Regions from separate parts of the Mus musculus genome. Here all the other regions are linked to region 1. The links are chromatin contacts, called in public HiChIP or PLAC-seq maps. All regions are on one chromosome and are shown on one strand. Each heading gives the region's core, a stretch centred on a gene start, on an enhancer-like site or on the middle of the called end of the contact. The rest is flanking DNA. Distances are from core to core; before and after follow the strand shown. Region 1 overlaps Mical3 (microtubule associated monooxygenase, calponin and LIM domain containing 3). Region 2 holds the start of Tuba8 (tubulin, alpha 8). Region 3 has its middle 23 kb from the start of Gm30842. Region 4 holds the start of Mical3 (microtubule associated monooxygenase, calponin and LIM domain containing 3). Region 5 overlaps Mical3 (microtubule associated monooxygenase, calponin and LIM domain containing 3).

Evidence for each region. HiChIP or PLAC-seq counts read pairs in DNA pulled down with a chosen protein or histone mark.
Region 2: a contact with region 1 is called in an HNF4G HiChIP or PLAC-seq map of pancreatic cancer cells. The contact joins the promoter of Tuba8 here to the enhancer-like site in region 1. A contact is called at or near these places in 4 of 39 promoter capture datasets (the C10 cell line, the HPC-7 cell line, cranial neural crest and 1 more), 1 of 484 Hi-C or Micro-C datasets (bone marrow-derived macrophages), 3 of 115 datasets of contacts at active chromatin or transcription factors (embryonic stem cells, pancreatic cancer cells and stem cell-derived neural progenitor cells) and 5 of 9 other capture datasets (adipose tissue, embryonic stem cells, liver and 2 more).
Region 3: a FOXA1 HiChIP or PLAC-seq map of pancreatic cancer cells shows a contact between it and region 1. The contact joins two enhancer-like sites. A contact is called at or near these places in 2 of 484 Hi-C or Micro-C datasets (bone marrow-derived macrophages and embryonic fibroblasts), 6 of 115 datasets of contacts at active chromatin or transcription factors (acute myeloid leukemia, embryonic stem cells, extraembryonic endoderm stem cells and 2 more) and 3 of 9 other capture datasets (adipose tissue, liver and pancreatic islet).
Region 4: an HNF4G HiChIP or PLAC-seq map of pancreatic cancer cells shows a contact between it and region 1. The contact joins the promoter of Mical3 here to the enhancer-like site in region 1. A contact is called at or near these places in 1 of 39 promoter capture datasets (embryonic stem cells), 1 of 15 datasets of contacts at CTCF or cohesin (large pre-B cells), 29 of 484 Hi-C or Micro-C datasets (B cells, the CH12 cell line, the G1E-ER4 cell line and 21 more), 20 of 115 datasets of contacts at active chromatin or transcription factors (acute myeloid leukemia, bone marrow-derived macrophages, craniofacial prominence and 13 more) and 4 of 9 other capture datasets (adipose tissue, embryonic stem cells, liver and 1 more).
Region 5: an HNF4G HiChIP or PLAC-seq map of pancreatic cancer cells shows a contact between it and region 1. The contact joins two enhancer-like sites. A contact is called at or near these places in 4 of 484 Hi-C or Micro-C datasets (the AML12 cell line, bone marrow-derived macrophages and embryonic stem cells), 20 of 115 datasets of contacts at active chromatin or transcription factors (T-cell acute lymphoblastic leukemia, acute myeloid leukemia, bone marrow-derived dendritic cells and 11 more) and 3 of 9 other capture datasets (adipose tissue, liver and pancreatic islet).

What each region holds. Positions count from the first base shown.
Region 1 is chr6:120,953,738-120,957,342 of GRCm38.p6, reverse strand. All of the region lies in intron 27 of Mical3 (microtubule associated monooxygenase, calponin and LIM domain containing 3), which reads left to right. Among named protein-coding and RNA genes, the nearest start is that of Gm43915, 3.3 kb to the left of the region's middle. Within about 2 kb of position 1,717, at least 77 of the 459 cell types and tissues checked have an H3K27ac peak or open chromatin away from gene starts, as enhancers often do. A contact at or near this core is called in B cells, the CH12 cell line, the G1E-ER4 cell line and 7 more, where this site is marked.
Region 2 is chr6:121,208,804-121,212,408 of GRCm38.p6, reverse strand. It overlaps Tuba8 (tubulin, alpha 8), which reads right to left and starts at 1,675. Exons shown (of 5, transcript NM_017379.2): 1 at 1,573-1,675. The coding sequence starts at 1,575.
Region 3 is chr6:121,158,771-121,162,375 of GRCm38.p6, reverse strand. It overlaps a transcript of Mical3 not described here. Among named protein-coding and RNA genes, the nearest start is that of Gm30842, 23 kb to the right of the region's middle. Within about 2 kb of position 1,970, at least 37 of the 459 cell types and tissues checked have an H3K27ac peak or open chromatin away from gene starts, as enhancers often do. A contact at or near this core is called in pancreatic cancer cells, where this site is marked.
Region 4 is chr6:121,129,220-121,132,824 of GRCm38.p6, reverse strand. Mical3 (microtubule associated monooxygenase, calponin and LIM domain containing 3) reads left to right here and starts at 1,803. Exons shown (of 32, transcript NM_001270475.1): 1 at 1,803-2,055.
Region 5 is chr6:121,099,514-121,103,118 of GRCm38.p6, reverse strand. The region is part of intron 1 of Mical3 (microtubule associated monooxygenase, calponin and LIM domain containing 3); the gene reads left to right. Among named protein-coding and RNA genes, the nearest start is that of Mical3, 30 kb to the left of the region's middle. Within about 2 kb of position 1,693, at least 40 of the 459 cell types and tissues checked have an H3K27ac peak or open chromatin away from gene starts, as enhancers often do. A contact at or near this core is called in bone marrow-derived macrophages and pancreatic cancer cells, where this site is marked.

The DNA.
Region 1 (3,605 bases), core at 468-2,967:
ATGGACACGGCACTAGGCATGGAGGGGGTAGGCCAGGTGGCTCCATCAGGGGAAGGCCTGGTGATGCTCACTCTCTGGCAATTTGTTAAGTAGAACTTTGTTTAAGAATTGACCCTGAAGCAGCATTAATCAGAAGTTTTGTGTATGGGTTATCCACTGGGGCATGGGCAGTCTCTCAGGGACCAACCCCCTCATGTACCTTTTTGACATGGCTTCTCAAGGCTTGGCCTTAAGTCACCCCCTCGGCCAACAGCCTCGAACTGTAAACCAACCAGGGCAGGCTGTGGTAGTTCTGCACCTAATATGTGTGTGTTTCACTGAGATGGTGTCTTCCTGTTACAGCCCCATCCTCCAGCCTGACTCGGTTCCTCTTTTAACTCAACAGACTAGAAAAAATTAGTTCATTCTTATCTTGTTCTCCATTCATCTGTCTCGTCTCCCTGGGCATAATGATAGCTCTTTATCTGCTGTCCTAGTCACCAAGAACCACAGACCTCTCGTCTTCCATCGCCTGCACCCAGGCCTCGTTTGTTGCATCAGGACTCCAAGTGTAGGACTGGGACTGTGTGCTCTTTATGGGGACTCAGTGCACTGTGTTGCTACTGGGTGTGCCTGCTGAGGTCTTCCAGGCAGTGAGTGACATTGGCACAAAGGTGGGGTGTGTGCATGCACATGAGGTTCAAAGCCCATCCCTATACTGGGCTCAGGTACTGTCTTAGGAAGCCTGAAGGAGCCCGAGTAAAGGATCGTGTGGCCCAAAGTCCCCTTTGCTTCCATGGTGAGTGTGCTCATGTGAAGACAGTTTGTGTCAGTCACAGTGGTCAAATCTTCTATCTCTGTGTGCCTTTGTGGTCAGGTCACACTGCTTCTCCATGAGGTAATGAATCATCTTACCACAGTGGGGAGTGCCAGATGCTCCCAGTTGGCTATGCAGGATCCATCATGCTGGTATAACCACCCAGTGACCATAGCCAGGAAGAGCAGAGGAACTTATTTCCTAGCAGTGTGAACAAGCCAGTCACAGATTCCTAGAACAGCAAGGGCCTGGACGCCTTATGTACTGGGTGTATTCCACGGGGACAGGATCATTCCTTGGTGGTCACATAGGGAATGCTGAGGACCAGAGGCAGTGGCAAACATGCCTCTTAGGATGGCGTTGTATCTCACTGAACGAGGGCAGGACAGGGTATTAAAATATGGAACCTACTGGGTGTGGTGACTCCATGCGACCCTAACAGTCTGGAGGCAGAGGCAGGATTGCACAAGTTCAGGGCCAGCCTGGGCTACCTAGTGAGTTCTGGGGATATATACAAGCAAGATCCTGTCTCAAGAAAACAAAAGGAGGGAGAGGGGAGCAAACATGGAACCTCAGTGGGGGACAGGCCAAGACAATGCATCCACAAAACTGTAGAGAATGGTTTGCAACCTCTGTGACATCTAGTGGTGAATGCAAGCACAATACGTATTTTTTAAATGCCATCGTCAAATGGATGTCAGGTTGCTAGTAGGTGACACTCCTGTGACTATTGGGAAGATGTGTCTCTCCTGTGGAGGAGGAAATCCATGCTGGAGCTTCTAGAGACTGGGTCTCTGACCTCTAAACAACTCAGTGAAAGAAGGTGCTATGTAAAGACTGTGCCCTCAGGCTCACATGGTACTGTACCATCTGGAAGTCGAGGTAAAGGGTGTTCTGGCACCACTGGCTTCATCCTTCAGTGTTGCTGGGTTTGAAACCCCTCAAAATTAGAAGAATCAGGAGCAAGGGGCCCACATTTGCCACTGCCCTGGTCCTGCTTGTCTTCAGCATTCCCTGTGACCACAAGGAGTCATCTTGTCCCTGTGGAGTCCACCTGTCACATAAGATCTCCACGGGCTTGCTGTTTTAGGAATCTGGGCTTTAGCTTGCCTGGAGAAGGAAGCCTCTGGCCACAGTGTGGTATAGGAGGAAGCCAGGCTTCTTCCTGTTTCACAGACCCAAGGCCTGAGTCAGCACTTGAGAAAACAAGTGCCTGGGTTTAGTTTCCATAGCGACACGTGCACAATGAAAACCAAAACCTTGATTTTACTCAAATGTTTATTATACAAAATCAAATTATTTAGGGGTTATATGTTTCTATTCATGTGTGTGCAAGCACATGCATTTAACATGCATGTGAGAAGCTAAAAGAACAACCTTGAGTGTCACTCCTCATGTGTCTGTCTACTTGTTTGTATGTATGTATGTATGTATGTATGTATGTATGTATGTATGTATGTATGATAAAGAGTTCACCATGTAGGCTAGACTGGCTGTCTGGACAGCAAATCTTGGGGGTCAGGATCCACCTGTTTCCACCTCCTCCCTAGCTGTAAGATTACAGGCACACCCCACCAAGCCTGGCTTTTTATACGGGGTTTATAGCTCACTCTCAAGTCTTCATGCTTGCAAAACATGTATTTTACGAACAGGCTTATCTCTCCAGCCCAATCTAGGTTTTCCTAGCCATCTAAAGCCCTGACAACAAGAAGTAACTTCCTTTTGCTTCCATCTGGTTCTTATGAGCAGCCTGCCCAACTACTCCTTCACCACTGAGGCCCACTAGGGTCTGTCCTGCCCTCTACGAGCCCCCTTATCCTGCTTGGTAGCCCTGACACAGTTCCATTGCCAGCGAGCCATGCTCTTGACCCTACTTTCCCAGGTGACCCAGAGTGTGTCATGCTTGTCTTCCCTGTCACTGCCACTGCCAGGTTGGCACCAGTCGCAGCAGGGAGTGCATTAATAAGGGGCTGCTGTGGATCCCTTGCAGACAGGTGTCGGCATGGCTCTTGAAGTGTGTCAGTGTAGGACCCTGGGGACCACATCTGTACTTTACCTTTTTAAACTGGCCCGTTCTGCATGACGACTTAACTCACAGTCGGCTATGCAGGGGAGAGGAACTGAGCAGGCATGATGCCCGTGCTCAGAGCTAAAAGCAGCAAGTGTGTGCCCAGCCAGCATGCATGTGGTATCCTGTGCAGGTCCCCCAATGTGCCACCCTTAGCGTCCTCCTGTCCTGGGTGCCACCAGATTCCGATTGCCTGCATCCACAGGGACCTTTAGGCACTTTATGTGACCCATGAGAAGACCACAAAAGCAAAGGAAACCGGCCAAGGCTTTGAGCAACTCTGGTCAGTGTGTGAACTGGAGAGGTTTCAATGGTTGCCCAAACACTGGTACTTCCTCTAAAAAACCGTGATTTGTGCTGGTTTGGTTCCCTTCACTGGGTCTAGTTCTGAAAAAGCAGGTTTGCCCAGTGTCAGGACATGTCTTCCATTCCATGCTAAGTGTTCAGTGGCAGGAACAGAGAGGAAGGAAGGGGCTGCCGTGGCTGAGGAGGGCCAAGTCACCACACATTTCGACAAACTGGGATCCAACAAGGAACAGACACAAGGGGCTCCAGGGTCTGCTGTTCTGCGAATAGAAAAGTCAACCCCAACTCTGACAGTGGAGTTCACTGAGACTCATCGTCCAGGGTCCCTTCTTGTGTAGTCTTGTGTGGCATTGTGGGACACGATCATGTGATTGTCTGGTGTTTGTTTTAAACCTCTAACTGATTTTGTTCCATTTCTGTTTTCATTTTTTTAAT
Region 2 (3,605 bases), core at 426-2,925, 260 kb before region 1:
TGGAAGGGTAATGCTCATTCACTCTTCATATATGTGTGTATGTATATAATTCCTATATATTTAAATACATATTTATATCACTCTATAACAAAAAGCCTAAAAATAATAAAATCTATGTAGAGCCTTGGAAGTTTGAAGTAAGCCCCCCCCCTCGTTTTGTAGATGTGAAAAGCCAGCCAAGAGAAGTTTGATGACCTTCCCGAAGTGCTAGCCACATTGCCAAGTGCCCGAATCTGAACTCCTCCTACGGTCCCACACCTAGGACCTGAGCACAAGTGGTTTCCTCTGGTCACTCTCTCCTGCGTTGTCAAATTCTTCAAGATCCCAGGTGTGTCTGGAAGCATGCTTGGCGAGTGATAGGATAGGCTTAGAGGTAGGGCTGACAGGAGAGCCAGCGCCAGAAAGTCTTGGGCAATCTCCCAAATGAACAGCCAGAGGGGAGGAGGAGGGGTGGCAGGAGGAGGGGAAAAGGAGGGCGGAGGGGATGGGGGAGGGAGAAAAGAGGTGGGGAGGAGAGAAGGAAGGTTCTGGCCTGGCTGTTCTGTCACTGACACCAGAGCAAGTGGCTCAGAGAACCTGACCTTGGCCTGTGAGATACTCTTATTCTGCCCACCCCTCTCCACTCTAACCTTTCTGTCCCACTTCACTGCGGACACACCAGGGCTTCCTGGCGTGGGGGGAGGGGGGCGGGAGAGCAATGATTGAGGCCAACGTTAGTCCCCCGCAGGGGAGCTTCCCAGGGGCTTTGGCAGAGATGCTGTAAAGCTCGCTCTGAGGGGCTGTGAAGGTAGCAGCCGCTAGTGGAGACAGCAACTAATGAAGAAGAGTTGCTGCCTGGAAGCCAGAATAGAAAATAAAATGAAACGGCTTAGGTCCCCTGGTATCTGGGTCCCAAACTTCTGAGTCCCAAAGTCTTTTTGACTTTGACCGCCGGGAAAGGTGAGGAGCCTGCTCCAGCGCCAGGCGCTTGCGAAGCTGGTTTGGACCCAGCTGAAACTGAGGGTGCCCCAAACCCAAGCCGATGGCCGAGGAGCCAGCACTGGTGACAGGCACCTGGGAAACGTCTTGGGTCCATAACACCCAGCTCGAATTGAAGTTGCCCTAAACCCAAGCCGATAGCCGATGGCCGGGTGATGAGGGTGGAGAATGACCCCGGGAACGTGCCACTTTTGATTAGGTTTGGAGACTACTCCCCCAGGCCACCCAGGTCCAGACCACCTGTCCAGAATCCCTCGGCATCCCATTTCTTCTCACTCTGGTCCACGAGTGGCTACTCCCCCAGATTCTAACGTATCTCTCCACCGAGCTCTCCAGGTTCGCCCTCCTCTCTTTAGCGAGCGCAGATCGGTCTTAGGTCCCTTTAAGGATCCAATAGCCCCTGCTCTCTACATTCTCTACAAAATATTCTCACCCCTGGGAAACAAGACCCTTGACCCTGAACTGACCCACAGACCCTCCAGGAGACTTGGAGCCCAGTAGATCCAAAGCCACCCCACAGCTACCCCGTGGCCCCGCAGCTCTCTCCCCGGCACCTGCGCGCGTCCGGGGCCAGCCCGGGCGGGGAAGTCTCACCATCGTGGCCGCTCTCTTCGCCCGCTCGCCTCCCAGCTGGGCCTGCCCACCCCAACTGCTCCAGATACGGCCGCCTCCGCGGTTGTGACACACTGCGAGGGAGGGGGCCTGAGACAGACATGCTGGGCCAGCAGTTGCCCTGCAGCATCACAGTGCCCGCGGAGGGGAGGGACCTGGGTAGGTCACAATGGCACCTCCCCTCCCACCAGAGGCTCCCTAGTCCAGCCTGGCTGCTTCTCATGCCCGGAGCTGCCACTGAGCTCCTGAGCCTTGCAGTCCAGGAAGCAGTCCTGTGACCGCAACACACGTGTGCATACAAACCCCGCATCCACTCCGAGGCCACTGGAAAGCAGTGGAAAAATACTCCAAAACAAATGCTTGTTTCTCCCCCCAAATGTTCATAGTCGTCCTGCTGCCAACACTGGCTGGTGTGGTGGGAAGACACTAATCTGTTAGCCGGTCACCTCAGTCCAGGAGAGCCTGCAGGATCAGACCAGCCCGTGGTCAGAGCCCACGCTTCTGCTTCCACCACTGCCTGCCTGGTTACTGGAGAAGTCAGAAGATGGTATGCCTCTGCATCTGCATCTGCATCTGCTGCAAGCCCTCCATAGTAGATTCAGGGATTCAGCACTATTTTAAATACTCTCAGAATATCTCCATGATTCTCAAGTCTCTCCTCCTGACCCACTCCTACAAGAGCCTTTCCTACGTAATCCCCAAATGTGTCACTTTGCATGTACCCCAGAACATCAGGGTTCTCACTGCCTCTGCCCTGTTAGGACCTCCTCTTAGTGGCCACAGATGACACTGAAGAGCAAAGGATTTCTTCACCCTCCATCTAGTTGGGTGAGGATAGGGGCTCACCTAGCCTGTAACCCTGGCTGTCCTGGAACTTGCTTTGTAAACCAAGCTGGCCTGGAACTCACAGAGCTCCACCCACCTGCCTCTGCTTCCAAAGTGTGTGCTACCATGCTCAGCTTAAGAGCCTCTCTAGTTGCCCACATTACTAACAGGCTCCACAAGTCCCTTTGTCTCCAAGTCGGTTGGGGTTGGATGGTTCTTACACCTGAACTGCGACATGGAATTCCCTATCAAGGGCCACTTCATACTTAAGAGATATAACCCAGCTTTTCTTCCCTCCCTCTTTTCTCTGGCAACTTCCCACCACACAAGTCACTGTGGGAAGTTAAGAGTTCTTCAAGATGTAGGTGGAGCTGCTGTGGCCAGATGTTGGCTCTGTTTCCAAACATAGATGAAGACACACCTTTGCTTCTGTGCTCAGGAAGCAGCAGAGTAAAACTTATCTAGGTAGTAGTTTATTCTGTTGGCTCACCTTTCATGTATTTGTCTATGAGTTTCTTGAGGAGAGGATACATGTTTTAATCATCTTTGCATGTGAGAAAGTACTGAAAACACTTCCCACTGATACACGGCCTCCAAGCTGGAACTGCCTACCCCAAGGACTCCAGATAAACTGCCTCCACTGCTGTAACACACATGAAGAGTTCTGGGGACAAAGTGCTGGGCCAGCAGCATCACAGTGCCCACACAGAGGAAGGACCCAGGTAGGTCACAGTCTTATACTGTAATAGCTTAAAATTGGAGACTCAGTCAGATGGCGGTAGACACCTTTAATTCCACCACTCTGGAGGCAGAGGCAAGCAGATCTCTGTGAGTTTGAGGCCAGCCTGGTCTACAGAGTGAGTTCCAGGACAGCCAGAGCTGCACAGAGAAACCCTGTATCAATAATAATAATAATAATAATAATAATAATAGAGACTCACAGTTAAAACAAACATGGCAAATGCTCAATAAAGAATGGTTACTATTACTAGTTTCACGATTTATTTCTCTTCCTATGGCATATTCTATTACTTCTTCCATTCATTTATCACTTACCATTTTATATGCTTTGGATTACAGGTTGTGTGTACTTGTGTTTCAACATGCCTATAAAATTGCGACATCTGTGTTACATTGTTCGGCTTACTGCCTGCCCCACCAGGGCTCAGACAATGAACCTGAATAATTTT
Region 3 (3,605 bases), core at 721-3,220, 200 kb before region 1:
AGAACTCTCAGCTCTTTCTCAAGCACCAAGTCTGCCTGGCTGCTCCCTTGCTTCCTGCCATGATGATTGATAATGGGCTGAACCTCTGAAACTGTAAGCCAGTGTAGTGATGTGAATATGCTTGGCCCAAGGAGTGGCAACTATTAGGAGGTGTGGCCTTGTTGGAGTAGGTGTGGCCTTGTTGGAGGAAGTGTGTTACTGTGGGGATGGGCTTTGAGACCCTCATCCTAACCATCTGGGAGCCAGTCTTCTCCTAACAGCCTTGAGATGGAGAGGTAGAACTCTTAGCTCCTCCTGCACCATGCCTGCCTGCACACTGCCATGCTCCTGGCCTTGATGTTAATGGATTGAGCCTCTGAACCTGTAAGCCAGCCCCAATTAAATGTTGTTCTTTATAAAAGTTGCCTTGGTCTCTTCAGAGCAATGAAACACCAGCTAAAACACCCTACATCTCTGGAATTACAAACCCAACCCAGTCTGCTTCGTATTTGCCTCTCAGTAGAGTTTTTTTTTTAAGCATTAATATCACGTATCTCCCGCCCACATCCAAAAGTGCAGAGAAAAAGAAGCATTTCTCACCATTCCCCATCCGTCCTCTCTCACACCGTAAGACCACCCTAAGCACATTCTGAAAAAGATCGATTTCCAAGTATTCGGTCACATGTTGCTGTTGCTTATTCACAAACTGTATCCAATCGTTCCCAATCTCTTTTCATACCTTTAAAGCCAAAGTTGGATGTGGATCAGCACCAGGAAGATTCTGGTTCAAAAATCAAGAGTAGAGGGAAGTGACTTCATGGTCTTAAAGCTTGCCCCAAGAACCCATCTCAACAAATCCCAGCGCGTCATGGCCCATCCACAGAGCTGGTGCCCTAGGGTCGTAGGCTGCTGAACACCAGAGAGCCCCACAAGAGCCCTTCCTCCCCTCACACACCCACCTACACCTGCTTCCGTCTCCATCTGGATCAGTGAGGGTTGACAGCTACCTTTTGGAAAGGTGAAGATGGCTGAAGCCTGAAGCTCTGACTGCAGAGACTCGGACAAAGCCTGTGTAAATCACGAGTTCTGACTTTCCTAGAACTTCCCAGACCTCAAAACTGTTCTCGTTTGCCATAAAATCGCCAAACTATTCCAAGGGATGTTGACATTTCTGCTTCTAAAGCACACCTCTGAGGAAGTCTCATACGTCTCCAATGAATAATAAAAGACCTTTTGGCAGACATCGTGTCTAAATCTTTGATTTTAAAACTGTGATGCGTGGATCCAAGTTTTCCAATAAGCAGCAGCAGCTTCCTCTGCTTGTTCCAACCTACAGTCCCAGCCAGCGCCTCTTCCCTTCCTATCTGAAGATGTTACTGGGCTTATTAGTGGACAGATATCCCTTGATCTCTGTAAACTCTTGCAGAGTTTAGGCCACGCTTAGCCATGAGTTTAGCCACGACGAAGAGGGAAACATCAGAACTAAAGGCCAAAAGGCACCGTAGCTGGCTTCTTTCTGTGCAAGGAGTGAGTTTTTAGTGTCTCCTTCTGTGACCACAGCACCTTTTTCTGAATGCTTGAGAGACATTCATGGATGGAAGGAGCCGACACAGTGGGAGGAAGTCAGGTATGAGTCTAAGGGATCATGGGAATGGTGTGTGCTTTCCACTCAATGGTGGTACTGAGGAAGGCCTCAAATCCAAAAGCATTTGACTGGTAGAAAGAAAAGAAAAATACCAAATTCCGCACCAAGGGAGGGCAGAGGTGTCGCTGAGAAAAATCAAAATTCCGGGCTGGATCCAATGTGTCTTTAAAAAAAAAAAGAATAGTACTAGTTACTGCCTTGGTTACTGGAGATTAGAGACTGTTTGACTTGACAAGAGCCCTACAAATGAACGCTAAGCAAAACAGGAGAGTTGGAAAGCCAGCACAGCCAGGGGGTGTAGCTATAAAGCTGCCTCCCCCACACGCGGTCACAGATAAGAAGGTAAAGAAATGATGTCGGCCAGGGTCATGCAAGGAAACAAGAGAGACTTCTATAAATATAACCAGAAAGAAAATATTTGTTTTAGCTGATGAGATCACCACTCGTGGCTTGTAACAGGGAGCTTTTGTTGCTCCCTTAATTGAGGCTTGGAAAAGAGCAGAAATCAGACTACTAGCCCACAAGGTTCCAGGGAGTCGGCCCAGGTTAAATTAGATGCAGCTGAAGTCTTCAAGGCTCAATACCATCAATCTGGACTCTGGCCTGTGTTTTTGTGGACATGTTGGCTCCCACTCTTCCCACCTACTCCTTGCTCCAACAACCCACCTGGCTAGCATCTCATATTAGGAAATGGGGACAAAAACAGGAAGAGGCAGAAGGCCATGGGCTGGACGAAGACCTATGGGAGGGGCAAGGTCTCACATTCTCTACAACATCCTCCAAGGGTATCTACCATAGTCCAAGAGTCAGGAAGCACCCACAAATATTCAGTGCCTGCCATGTGCCAAGTGAAAGCACTAGACACTGCCAGTAGGCAGAACCCTGCTTACATTCAAGAGTTCAAAGTGTGGGGCCCGGCTGTTGTTGGAGGCGGATGACACATAATGACTGTATGACATAGTTGTGTACTGATAAGTACTACACAGAGAATTAAGTAGAGATAAGCGACCGGGGCTCCTTTAGCTCAGAAGTTTGGGCGAACTGTCTGAGCAGGTGTCATTAAGTCCAACACCTGAAAGATGAAGATGCACAGGTGAGATCAGGGAGACAGGTAAGGCCATAATAGCACAGGGGATAGAGAGGGCAGAGAGGCAGCCGCAAACAGGAAGGGCGGGTTTTAGAGGGCCTTGTGGGCCATGGGAAAGATTTTGTTGGATGTTTTTAGGGGAAGACTTCGATGATGCAAGATCTGCTTTAGAAACATGGGAGTTGGGTGTGGTAAAGAATGCCTGTAATTGCAGCATTTCAGAAGATCAGGTACGAAAACTGCAAGTTCAAGATCAGATGGGGCCAGATAGTGTCTTAGAAGACGAAAGGGAGAGGAGGAGGAGGAGGAGGAGGAGGAAGAGATGAAGAGAAGAGAAAGAAGGAGAAGAAGAGGAAGAAGGAGAACGAGAAGAAGAGGAGGAGAAGGAGAAGGAGGAGAGGAAGGAGAAGGAAGAAGTGGAGGAGGAGGAAGAGGAGATTCCCACCCCCAGGCTGCTTTTCCCAGGGTGCAAGAATAGAGCCTGGATTACCTGGATGGGGCATTGGTCCGAGGAAGAGAAGACAGAGGTGCATGGCAGTGAATGGAGCAGGGTTCTGGCCCATCAGTAAATGCATGATGAGAGTGACATGGAGAGAATGTAGAGCAGAGCTCTTCAAGACTTAAGAGGAACACAAGGGTCCTGGGGTTGTTTACAGTGCACTTCCTACCAGCAGACCTCCCACGATTCCAATTACCTATGGTTGGAAATTACTAAATGGAAGATTCCAGAAATAAATAATTTCTACATTTTTAAATTGCTGGCTATTCTGAGTAGCATGAGATCTCACACAGGCCCCCTCTGTCCCTCCTAGGATATGAGTCATGGGTCTGTACCTCGCAGCCCTGCTGTATTGCATGTGTGCATGGGACACCGACGTTCCTCACTTAGCATGG
Region 4 (3,605 bases), core at 554-3,053, 180 kb before region 1:
GGGAGATGGGAGCATTTAATAGGGAATGCTCTTGTCGGTGTGTATAAAATCATAGAGGAATTTTCAAAAGAGCCATGCTGGATGGAAAATGGATGGGGCTGGGTTATCCCAGGAGATCTCTAAGCATCACCACGATGCAGGATCTTATAGTTAATGATCATGGAAGTTAGCCAGCTTTTGTGGACTACCGCTTTTGATCTATGTTTAATTCATTAATTTTATTTATTTTGTGGGGGAGTATTAGGAGTACTCTGACCTCCTAATGGAACTTGGGGTTCCATTCTCTCCTACCATGTGGGTTCTAGAAACCAAAATCAGGTTGTCAGTCTGAGCAGTAAGTACCTTTCTTTGCTGAGTCCTCATTGCCCCCTTGAATCTCTCTCTCTCTCTCTCTCTCTCTCTCTCTCTCTCTCATGTGTGTATGTATATATGAGTGTTTCTCCTGCATGCATATCTGTGCACTAGGTACATGCCATTGTCCATGACGTCTAGAAGAGGGTATTGGAACCCCTGGAGCTGGCGTTACAGATGGTGGTTAACTACCGTGTAGGTGCTAGGGATCAAGCCTAGATTTTTGGAAGAGCAGTCAATGCTCTTAACCACTGAGCCTTTGCTTCAGTCCTTTAACCTTCTGTTTCCTTTTATTTTGTTTCGTTTGGAGACAGTGTCTCACTATTAAGCTCCAACTGTCATAGAACTCACTCTGTAGACCAGGCTGGCCTCAAACTCACAGAGATACACCTGCTTCTGTCTCCCAAGTGCTGGGATTAAAGGTGTGCACCATTACATCTGGCTTAATCTGTTCTTGAAGTACACTTTTTTTTTTGTCCAATTTCTTTTTAACTTTTTGTTTTTGCTTTTCTGTTTCCCTCATTGTTGGATACAGAACTCTTACATAGTGAATAAGAACCCCATGTCCTGAGTTGCTTCCCCAGTTCTTCACTGAAAAAATTTTTCTCTCTAGTATTTTAGTGTTGTTTTTGTTTGTTTGAGGGTCAGGAGTTCAAAGTCACCCTTAACTATTAATATACAGTTCAAAGCCAGCCTTCCATATTTAATGAGACTCTTGCCTTTTAAAAAGGAAAGAATAAAAAGAAATAAAATTGTTTTCCAGAATAATTATATTGTTAAGGTGTTAATCTTTCAGGGTTTAGAATTTAGAGATATTTTATCACTTAGGATTATGGCCTTTGGATTGAGTCTTTGGGGATCAAAGCCTGCGTTCACGATCAAAATTAACATTGTAACAAGAACAACTTAATTTGATAAGCATTTTCTAAGACAACTTTGTATCTTTGATCCTAGGGCTCAAAGAGGTTAAATGACCCTCCCATTAGCATCCTTTGCTTGGTCCCTTCTCTAGCTCCCCGGAGCTCGCCCGCGGCTGGCACCCGCTGGGAGTTCTGTTTTCAAGAGCAAGCCTAGCAAACATTCTGTTCTGTGTGCAGCGGGATCCTCTGGGGCAGGGCGCCTGGGATAGTGCTGGAATTTCTAATCCTTATGATGTTCCTGTGTGTGTTGACTGGGGAGGGAAAAGAGGAGAAAAAGGATAGCAGGGGTAGTTCGGGTTTGGATTTAGGTTTGAGTCGAAAGAACGATTTATCTGTGCTGGAACTTCATTTCATTTGGGTCACTTGAGGCTCAACCGATGCCCAGGAGAGAGGCCAACGCATCATCGCTTATCCGTTACCTTTCCTCCACAGCCTTCCCCAGCCACCAGGGTAGGCGCCTGCTCCTGGTTACCGTGGCAACCGCGAGGAGCCCTAGACAGCTCTGCTACGGCACTTTCTGCAGCCCTAGCTGAGATGCAGCGGTGAGGGAGGACAGACAGAGGCAGACCCCGGGTTCTTCGTTCCTTCTTCGCTGCTCCGATGAAAGAAGTGTGCCTCGGGGCTTCTGAGTGAGAACCTTTGATGGGATTCTAGCTGGAAGGTGGAGTCACCACACTCAGGATGCATGCAGCCACAACAGCAGCACCTGTGTCCTGAGGACCAGCCAATCTGGGGAGGCAAGCTCTCACCGGCGAGGAAGATGCGGGTGTGAAGCCCCAAGTCCGTAAGTACCACCAAATCTCCCCTTGGGTGAGCAAACCCCTTAAAGAAAAAGGTTCTGTGTCTTGATTGACGCCTTTAAAAATATTTATCACATCTTTCAATTGTTTATGCCTTGCTTTGCCTTTCTGACATATGTGGGATTCTTGGAACAATTCTGTCTGCCTTTAAACGCATGGCTCTCTTAAGCAGTGGGAGCTACACCCGGGTATCCTTGTCTCCTTTACCGCACAACGCCCCATCAGCGGATACCGTGCACCATAAGCACACGCCCCAAAGACTGAGAAACACAGCGCTCAGTTTCTTAGCCAATACCGTCCAATTTTCTTTATTCTTTAACACCCCCCCACAACCCCCACCAAAGAAATAACATCCCTAGGCAAGCCAGTGGTATGCCAGTCGGAGGACTGCCCGGGGATCCTCACGACACCGTGTCCTTCCTGCAAGCTCAATGTGAATCCATTAGCTCATCCACAGGCGACAATTGTTACACTCGGAGGGACATTCATTTCGGTCCAGTAGAGGGCGCCGGCGCTCGCCTCCACAACCGGGTAAACAGGCCAGAGATGCCATCCCCACAAGCACAGGCATGCACGTGCCCCTGGCTGCGGAGGACTCGGCGCAAGTCAGCCTCTGTCGAGCGTTAACAAAGGGATGGTTATGTTGGTTCCCCTCTGGAAGTCAATGGAAGGGCGAAAAGAGACTTTCGGAGCACTGCGTTTGTTTCAGAACCGAGGGAGCATGTTTCCAGGGCAAAGTACTTTCTGTATATTCGTCAGGTCCTCTCCCCCCCCCACCCCCACCCCCGTCAACCCCTCCTCTCCCACCTCCCACCCCCAATCTATTCTTGCCTAGCCATGGCACTAGGACGAAGTGTTTAGAATGTATCGCGTTGGAAAGACAGGAGAAAAGGGGGAGAGACCTAGATGGAATGAGCGATAAAGGGACGGCTGCACTGCTGGCCCCTGCAGTAGTCCGCCCTAGCTACTGGGGTCTTCCCAAGTGATTCTAAAGCACCGAGGTTGCCCGCCACCATTCTAATCAGGATGACGTATACAGGTGAACTCCGTACGCTGCTGCTGGAGGGCGGGGTATATTGTTTTTGTGATGCGCGACTAGCCGCTGTGTGGAAGAAAGCATGCAGGAGCCGAGGCTGGACCTCGGCAGGCAGGACCTCTGACTACCTGAAGCAGCTGAGGGCGAGAGGGATGTTTCGAAGCAGAGAGGGCGCGCCTCTCTCAGAATGGGCTCCTTCTCTGAAGAAATGTTCTGACCTATATTCCAGACCAAGGAGAAAAGGAAATGTGAGCCTCTGCGGGACTGCAGAGGGAAAACTGCGGGTTCCTGTAGAAATGGGGTCCGTGTCTGTGTGCTTAGCAGAGTCACACATAACTGTCCCACTCTTCAGCCGCAAGAAGCATGGCTGCTGGAAAGAGGTGGATGGAACACGGTGATTCACGCCTGGAACCCCAGCATTTGGGAGGTGGTCACAAAGGATCACAGGTTGAAGGCCACACAGCTATAGAGCAAGTTTGAGGCTAGCCTGGTCTATAT
Region 5 (3,605 bases), core at 444-2,943, 150 kb before region 1:
TTGCAGCACCGTTCCAGCTATGACTCGGAGCCTGGGTGGAGCCTTGCGGTGCCGTTTCAGGCTCTCCCAAGCCCCCACCTTCTGCTCATCTTTCGAGGTCACTTGCTATATTTGGAGGCTGATGAAGGCCTCCTTGGACTTCTTACTGCCGAGTGTACTCAGTGGAATACAGTTTTGCTTGTGTTTAGTCTTGTATTTTCAAAGACCTTTGGGTCGCTTTAGATCCACTCTAGTGGAAATTTGCTTTTATATCCTGGAAACAAGTCAAGCATTCTGATCCCATGTGGTGAGCATGTTCGGGTCATACTGCTTATGAAGAGTTCTCTGTGGACAGCGATCCCAGAGAAGTGTTGGTGGGCTTAAAGGCGATCGTATGGAAATGTGCCCCTCCTCGTGCCTGTCTATATTTCTTGGCTGAAGTGGACTTTATCACAATAAAGGAATTTTGTGACATAATTCTTTCTCTAGGAAGGTGACATTTTGTTTGTATGTGACTTTCAAGCATTCTGATCTTCCACTGTTGGTACAAATGATGGCCTATCTCTGTTTTGGTTATGGCTTTTGAAACAGAGTCTTGCTGTGTGGCTAGGCTGGCCTTGAACTCAGCTCCCAGAGGCCTGGGATCACAGTGGGAGCCACCTCTCCTACTTGCCTGTCACTTTCGCTTGCTTTTACTTCTTTATGCTATGCCTATAAGCAGCCTCAGAGACAAAGAGGCCCCTGGACTTGGCCTCTGTAGCTTCCCTGCCTTGCTGGTGTGGCAGAGCTAGGTGCTGTCATGGACTGTCAGTCAGGGTGGATGCTGTGTTGGCAGGGGCTGGCTGGCCTGCCTTGTGCTCATGCACTATTCATTGGCACACCAGAAGTTGTCTGTACCGGCTTCTCCAATGGTGCTCACACACAGTTGCCTGCCTTTTCTCTTCCCAGGCTATTTTGCAAGCTCTTGTGGTCTCTAAAACACTTGAATGTATGCAGCAGGCAGGGCAACCAAGAGTGGCATAGATAGGTCCCCCACAGTAAAGGAGACCAAGGGATTTGGCTGAAAAGAAAAAAAAAGTTAGGCTGTGGGTTGGAAAGGGAACCCATCTCCTGGTGTCTACTTAGAAGTGTTTATGTTATGATCTTTTTTTCTCCTTACACTAACTATACATAGCCGTGTGATGTCCACTGAATGGGTTGGGAAGAAGGGCCTGAAGAAGCTAGGTGACCTGCCTGAGGACTCTCAGCTGATGCATAGTGGTTCTAACTCAGGAGTAGAGGTGCCAGCTTACGTGGTGGTAAAGAGCGTGCCTTCTGGAATCAGACTGGAGCATGTGACCTCATGTGTGTTCTGTAGCCTCCCTGGACTCGGTTTCCTTGTCAGGATCATTGGGGCAGGAAGGTGCCTGAGAGTCCTGCTTCGAGGTTACAGGCAGACACAATCCCACCAGGTACGTGGCAAGCACACAGTGGTCTTCTTGCCTGTGCCTTTGAAACTTGGAGTGTAGGCCTGGGGCTGTGGGTTTCCTCTCGGTTCGGGAACAGCATGTGTGGGTTCAGGCTGTGCAGTGAGCCAGGAATGGGTTTGTGTGCAGAATCTTGAATAAGAAACGTGCTTGAGCAAGGAGGAGCTCACCTGTCCCTGGGCCATCTATGGCTGTCCTTGGGCCATCCCTGGCTGTCCCGTCCAAGGTTGACTACCACCTGCTCCTGCTAATTGCCTCTCACTCCTGCTTGCTGTCTGATTACTGTCTGCCTTGTTCCTGTGACTCAGCATTCTCTGTCCTACTAGTAATCTTTTAAACTTCCTGAAATGATATATTCATTAACTTATGGATGGCACCGCTTGGCCTCGTCACTGTACTGGGTTGTGTGTCCGTGTTTGTGTGTGAGTGTGTATGTATGTGTGTATGTGTCTGTAAGTGTGTGTGAGTTGAGTGTGTGTGAGTATGTGTATATCTGGGAGTGTGTGTATGTGTGTGTGTATGAGTGTGTGTGTGTGTGTGTGTGTGTGTGTGTGTAAATACAAAAATGGTATGGGCCATTGATTGGGAAAACAAAGACAAAACAGCTCTAACTCGAGGAGAGCCAGCTTGGGCCCGGTGTTGGTTTAGAGTTTACAGGCATGGTCAGTTCTGCGTCATTTGAACTTCACAGGTGAGGACGTAGAAATAACCAGCATCCACCTTAGGACACTCAGGACATAAAAGAGAGATGCCTCCGCCTTGAACCTGGTCTACACTGACCCCTAGCCTACAAAGGTGTGATTCCTATGCATCCTAGGTCATTGAGAGGAGTATTTAGGTGAGAAGAGAGTACCCACCTCCCTTTTAAACCTTCAGTCTTCTTTATAGAAGTGTTTGCTCACTTAGTAATTTCAGCTTTTTTTCATACTTTTTTTTTGAGAATTTTGCACACTGTTTTGACCATAATCACCCCACCTCAACTCTTCCCATATCCCTATCCCCTTCCCTTTCCACCCAACCATGACCCCCCACCCCCATCTCCCATCAAGAACATCTGTACTGCACCATCTTCTCCCAGGGCTCAGGGATCATTGCTGGAGAAGGGGCAGAAAGAGTGTAAGAGCCAGAGAGGCTGTGAACAAATACAAGGAATACTGTCCTGCAGACACAGCAGGGCAGCAGCCCTTCCAGACCCACAGCAGCTGTGACAGCACGCGCACACGCACACGCTCCATGGGAGCTCAAGCCAGACCAAGTCCCGGCATAGCAAGGGGAGGTGGATGTGAAATCCCACCCCTAGCTCAGGAGCCATTGGATGTGATAGCTCCTGGGAAGAAGGACAGTTAAGAGTGTTGCCTCTGGTAGGTTGACCAGGCTCCAGCGTAAGGCCACATTGCCAAGAATGTATGGGCGACACAGAGAAGAGGGTATGCGATGCAAAGCAGTGGCTTAGAGTTGAGAGCGAGCCCAGGACATTATAGGCAGTGAGGGGGGCAGCCCTCCTCGCTGGTTGCTGAGCTCAGTACCAGTGAGTCTGAACCACTGTGGTAGGCTCTGCCTGGGTGCTTGGAGGTGAGTAAGATGCGTTTCTCTCCCTGTGGAATCTTGGTGTAGCCAGGGAGACAGACACACAAATAGATGACTCCCTTGCAGTGTGGTAAGAGCAAGAGCCGTGATGAGCGAGTGTAAATGTAGGTGCCATAGGAGCTGAGGAAAGGGAGCCAGGAGTTCTTCCCAGAGCCTTGAAAGGCAGGCTAGTGGCCAGCTGAGAAGAGCTTTCTAAAAGATGAGAGCAGCCATGAGCAAGCACACGGAGCCCGTCTGTCCCCAGGGCCTGGGTTTGCCTCATCGCACTCTATAGACAGTTTATGGAGGTGGGATTCGCCCTGAGTAACAGCGTGGAAATCATGTTGAAAGTCAGGTAAAGGGGGAGAGATGGGAGAGCAAGATTGTTGTGGAAGGAGTCACTTTCTGAAGGGAGCATTCTCATTTCTGGGAGCTGGGTGCTCTCTGGTGCAGCTCCTCCACTCTGTCTTTGTGACACTGTCTGACAGACTCTGACTGTCTCCAGATAGAGAGGCAACGACCCACTCAAGAAAGCTCTCTGTGTCGTCTTGGGAGTACACTGGGTTTACTATAGGAATATGGGTCATCTCAAAA